Regions from separate parts of the Canis lupus genome. Here region 2 is linked to region 1. The links are chromatin contacts, called in public Hi-C maps. All regions are on one chromosome and are shown on one strand. Each heading gives the region's core, a stretch centred on a gene start, on an enhancer-like site or on the middle of the called end of the contact. The rest is flanking DNA. Distances are from core to core; before and after follow the strand shown.

The links. Hi-C and Micro-C count contacts between places; a contact is called where the count stands out from the background.
Region 2: a contact with region 1 is called in a Hi-C map of amygdala, with 4 times the contacts expected there. The contact joins the promoter of RPS10 here to the promoter of SMIM29 in region 1. A contact is called at or near these places in 3 of 9 Hi-C or Micro-C datasets (amygdala and blood).

Annotation. Positions count from the first base shown.
Region 1 is chr12:3,718,321-3,721,020 of UU_Cfam_GSD_1.0, reverse strand. It overlaps SMIM29 (small integral membrane protein 29), which reads left to right and starts at 1,313. Exons shown (of 5, transcript XM_038553783.1): 1 at 1,313-1,466; 2 at 2,541-2,700. The coding sequence starts at 2,614.
Region 2 is chr12:3,897,987-3,900,686 of UU_Cfam_GSD_1.0, reverse strand. RPS10 (ribosomal protein S10) reads left to right here and starts at 1,345. Exons shown (of 6, transcript NM_001252045.1): 1 at 1,345-1,400; 2 at 2,197-2,346; 3 at 2,574-2,700. The coding sequence starts at 2,197.

The DNA.
Region 1 (2,700 bases), core at 64-2,563:
ATACGAGTGGAAGAAACAAGAGAGTTGGGAAGCCTGGGTGGCTCAGCGGTTAAGTGTCTGTCTTCGGCTGAGGTCGTGATCCTGGGGTCCCAGGATCGAGCCCCGCATGGGGCTCCCTGCGTGGAGCCTGCTTCTCCCTCTGCTGTGTCTCTGCCTGTCTCTAATGAATAAATAAATAAAATCTGAAAGAAAGAAAGAAAGAAAGAAAGAAAGAAAGAAAGAAAGAAAGAAAGAAAGAAAGAAAGAAAGAAAGAAGAAAGAAAGAAAAGAAAGAAAGAAAGAACGAACAAGAGAGATCCCTTGTATCCTTTGCCTAGCTTCCCTTTGCACAACTATACCAGAATATCACAGCCAGGGTGCTGACATCGGTAAGAATCCATCAATCCATCTCCAGTGTGTGGCATTAATGATCGCGCCAGTAAAGCTTCCGAATTTACCCACTTCTCAAGTTGCTGGTGACCCCGGGCGGGGACTGCACCCTGCTGTTGCACGTGGTGACCGGGCGGGGACTGCACCCTGCTGTTGCACGTGGTGACCCCGGGCGGGGACTGCACCCTGCTGTTGCACGTGGTGACCCCGGGCGGGGACTGCACCCTGCTGTTGCACGTGGTGACCCCGGGCGGGGACTGCACCCTGCTGTTGCACGTGGTGACCCCGGGCGGGGACTGCACCCTGCTGTTGCACGTGGTGACCCCGGGCGGGGACTGCACCCTGCTGTTGCACGTGGTGACCCCGGGCGGGGACTGCTCCCTGCTGTTGCACGTGCGCCGTCAAAACCGACGGAGGTTCGCGGGGGATCTAACAGGGCACGGTATGTGCCAGACTCCTTATCCGGGGCATCGTGTGATCCTCACAAGGGCCCGTGTGGCAGACGTTAGGACCCAGGCGCAGAAAAGGCTGGAGGCCAAGCGCGGGCCAGGTCCCACGGCCAGGCAGGGGCGAAGCCGGGCTGCCTGTTCCATGTGCCTCCGAGCACAGCGCAGAGGGCACCCTGGGCACCAGGAACACTCGCGGAGTCCTTGCGGGCCCCGGGCAGGGGAGAGCAGCCCGCGCCTGACCTAAGCTCGGGAGCCGCTTGGCGGGACACCCGGGCTGCACCCAGAAGGACGAGGAAGCCCGACGCAGGGACCACGGCCGCCTCGCGGGCCGCGCTCGCCGGGCTCCGCCCCGGGGGACGCCGGGAAGCCGCCCCAGCCCCGCCCCCACCCCGCGCGCTCTCCTCCCCCCGCTGCGCGGCGCTCGGCTGCCCCCTGCCGCCGGGGGGTGGGCCCTGCAGCCTGGGCCCTCGCCTCCGGATTGGCCGCTCCAGAAGCCTCCGGGCCGTCCGCCTTCCGCCACCGGATTGGCTGCGTCCCGGCGCTGAGGCCCCGCCCATTTCCCCGGGTCCTTTGATCACGCGCCTGCCGGCTCTTCCGGGGCCTGGGAGCAAGGCGAGGGCGTTCCTGTCCGGGCTGCGGCGGCGGGAGGTAAGGCACGATCGGGTGGGCCGGGCTGCAGAGCGCCGGCGCGGGGCCGCATCCCGGGGGGCCGGATTCCGGGAGGCCCGGGCCCTCTGCGCAACCCCCAAACCTCCCTCCCTCGGCCGAGTCGCCCAGCGCCGTGGGAACGACCTCCCACTCGCCGATGCTGGTCCGCATCCTCGGAGCGGCCCGACACCCGCCCCACCTCGGCATGTCCCCTCGACCATGGGACGGTGTGCATGCGACTGTGCAAGCTCGCTGCCCCCACGGACACCGGGACAGGTAGTTCATACCTCGCCGTCCAGTGGAGACCCAGGCGAAGCGGGGTCGGGGACTTGGGGTCTGCGTGAGGAGCCCATGGACCATCTCCTTGCATCTCTCGACGGGAACTGACCCTCTCACCTCCGCCTGGCAGCCCAGGCTAAGAGGGGAGGGACCTGGGCGGAGCCCCGGGTGGGGACCAGAGGGAGGTGACATCACCTCGCAGATACAATCCAGCCCTGCCCACCCGTGTCCACCCTGGCACGAGACCAGTAGGGGAGAGGCTGTCCCGGCTGTGTGTCTGCAGGAACGCCAGGGACCAGCCCGGCCTAGGGAGGGCCTATTGCCTAAAGTGTGGGGATTGGGCGAGACTGAGGCAGGCTCCTCCAGATGCTCCTGCCTCACCCCCGCGGCCCCCCAGTGCAGGACCCTCATGCTTTTTGTCAGATCTTTCCTTTTGCTCCAGTGGATAGGTGCTGGCAGCCCAGTGTCCGGAGGGGTTGCTACAGAAGCCCAGATCATGTATCTAAGCTTTTCTTGGTTCAGATGTGCAGATGTCTGGCCAGCACCTGACTGGGGCCTCACCCTGATTTGGGGGGATAGGGGCTGGGCAGGACTCTGGGCCTCCCCTTGGTGTCTTCTACATTCAGGGTATCCAGTGAGTCACTCACTGTAAGGTTAAACCCAGCACACTGACTTGGAGGATACCTCGTCCCAGTGCCCGACCCAAGTTTTGATACATCACCAGCTCCTGGGGAGGGATCCAGAGCTTGGCTGTCACTCTGGGTGAAATTGATAACCTCCCTTCCTCCTCCCCAGGGAGCCCAGTGGAGGCGCCCTCCCGAGGCTCAACTGCCCATGCTGACTACCCAGCCCTCCGGCTGCCGAGGTCATGAGTAACACTACAGTGCCCAATGCCCCTCAGGCCAACAGTGACTCCATGGTGGGCTACGTGCTGGGGCCTTTCTTCCTCATCACC
Region 2 (2,700 bases), core at 96-2,595, 180 kb before region 1:
CCTGACATGAACTGGATCCCATGACCCTGGGAATCTGACCTGCCCTGAAGGCAGACGCCCAACCATCTGAGGCACCCAGGAACCCCCAAATATTTATTTCTATATAGTAAGACCACAAAAATATTTGAAGAAACTAGGTTAATATTTACATAATCTTGAGATGGGTTAAGTGACTTTTTAAGCATTGTACCAAAGTCTGTAGCCATAAAGATTTGGATATGAAGGAATGTGAAACTTCTACTTCAAAATACCATGAAAATCAAGACAAATGAAAAAATGGGGGAAATTTTTGGAAAAGTATGTGACAAAGGATTAATAGCTTTCATATGTAAAGAGTGATTTCAAATCAGCAGGAAAAAACTTTCAGTAGGAAAACTGATCGTGGAAATGAACGATTTATTAAAGAAGGAATACAAATGCCTAAAAAGAAAAATGTTGAGCCACAGATGTAATCAAAACAAGTAAGTTAAAAGAGCAACGAAATTAATATTTCTTATTTATCAGACTGGCAAATATGAATAAGAACATTATCCAATCCCAGCAGGGTTAAAAGGGAAGTGAGCCTTGTTAATAACTGCTGACTAGAATGAAATGGATGATGCCTTCTTGGAAGTCAATGCGGAGTGTGTAAAAAACGTAAAAATGGGTGCTTTGTTACTCAACAATTACAACTTGCAGGAATGCATGCATCCTAAGGAAAATATATTGGGGCAGTTGTGCAAATATGTGTGTAGTATTGTCACCTATAATAGTGAAGGGTCTTAAAATATGTATCCAGTCATAGTGTTGATCAAACTATCCACCAGTGGGCTCCTGTCATTACAACCGTAGGCATTAACACGAAAAGACATTCATGAGGTGTCGGGAAGCGGAAAAGCCAAGGTCACCAACCACACCTTACATAATGTACGCGCGAAACAGCCCGTCTTTGTTAAATACGTACATGTATGTATTTGCGCGGGTGCATCTGAGTTTGGAAGAGCAGATACCAAAATGTTAAGAGCCATTACATTTGGCCCATAGGATGCTGTTTTCATTCTTTTATTATTGTTATCGTTTTGTCTGTCCTGTCTCCGTTCAAAGAACATCTATCACTTCCATAATCACAGGTCATCCGTGGGAGGTCAAGGAGCAGCGCGTTTCCGAGGCGCCAGTCCCAGCACCAAGGCAACCGCCTTCCGCCCGGCACCAGGCTCACAGGTGCCAGCGTCCGCTCCACGTACGCGCGCCGCGGGAGCGCTCAGGGTCCGCGGCGGCCTGTCAGGCACCGCCGAGGCCACCCCAGGCAGCCCGCGGGTCCTCGCGGGGGGGCGGGGCACGCCAGCCCGGAAGAGACGCCGCGCCGCGCCGCGCATGCCCCTTCCTTTCCAGCCCCGGTCCGGGTCGTAGCAGGCGCCAAGGTGAGTTTCTCCGTGGTCCGGCTCCCATCGGCGTCCATCCTGGCTCTCCGGCTGTCGCAGTCGCTGCTCCTCCCCGGGGACGGGGCGGGGGGCCGCTCTCCCGCTCCTAGCACGCCCGTTTTTGAGTAGTGAGGGGGCCGGGGGGCTCTAGTAGGAGAGGACTGGCGTCCCGTCGGCGGAGGCCGAGGAGGGGAGGTGTGAAGCCCTTGTGTCGCGGCCAGCCTCAGGCGAGGTGAGGGAAGCTGCGCCTCGTTTGCCCGCTCGCCGCGGGCCGCCTCCTTGCCCGGCCCTGGAGCTCTAGTTTGAGGGAAGAATGGAAGGGGGTGAAGGTGCGGGCCTCCTTGCTCGGCCCTTTGCTTTTGGGTCCGCGGCCCGCCACGAACGGAGGGCCCTCCAGACCCTCCCTGCGTCCCCGAAAGTGTGCCGCGCCCTTCCGCGCTGCGTACAGTTGCTGATCCTCCCCAAGTGCCCCGGGGTGCGGGGTTTGCGCCCGCGCCCCCCTGGCCCGTTACTCCTCCGTGGGTCTGGAGCGTTCGGGAGCCCTGCCCCTGTTTCTGCTCCAGTGTCACGGCAGCTGTCTTCTCACGCGTCTCTGGGGAGTGGAGGAGGGTCACTGGCGGCGTTCCGTTTTGCAGGGTTTCAAGATCTCCCTGCATGTTTTCTGTGCTGTGGTTTGAGGTTTCAGCCCGTTGGACGGGGTTCGGGGTGGTCGTGCTGGGGTCTTGCACGTAGCTCACCCGGCTGGCCCCTAGCTGCACTGCTTAGAAACGCTCCGGATGATTTTGCTTCATTCCAGATGTTGATGCCCAAGAAGAACCGAATCGCCATTTATGAACTCCTTTTCAAGGAGGGGGTGATGGTGGCAAAGAAGGACGTCCACATGCCCAAACACCCTGAACTGGCCGACAAGAATGTGCCCAACCTTCACGTCATGAAGGCCATGCAGGTAGCCTGGGGGCTGCTGGAGTGGGGTGCAGATGGAGGGATTTTCCACTAAACTAGAGGCAGATTCCAAGGAGAGGTCAGGACAGCCAAGCAGCTTGTTGCCTCCAAGGGCGCTGAGGTAGATACACCGTGAAAACTTGTCTATGCAACGTAGCTTCCTTTTGCACTGAGTTGCTAGATTGAAGTCTCTGCTTGTGTCTTGACGGTGGTTTTCTTTCTGTCTTACAGTCTCTCAAATCCCGAGGCTACGTAAAGGAACAGTTTGCTTGGAGACATTTCTACTGGTACCTTACCAACGAGGGTATCCAGTATCTCCGTGATTACCTCCACCTACCCCCCGAGATCGTGCCTGCCA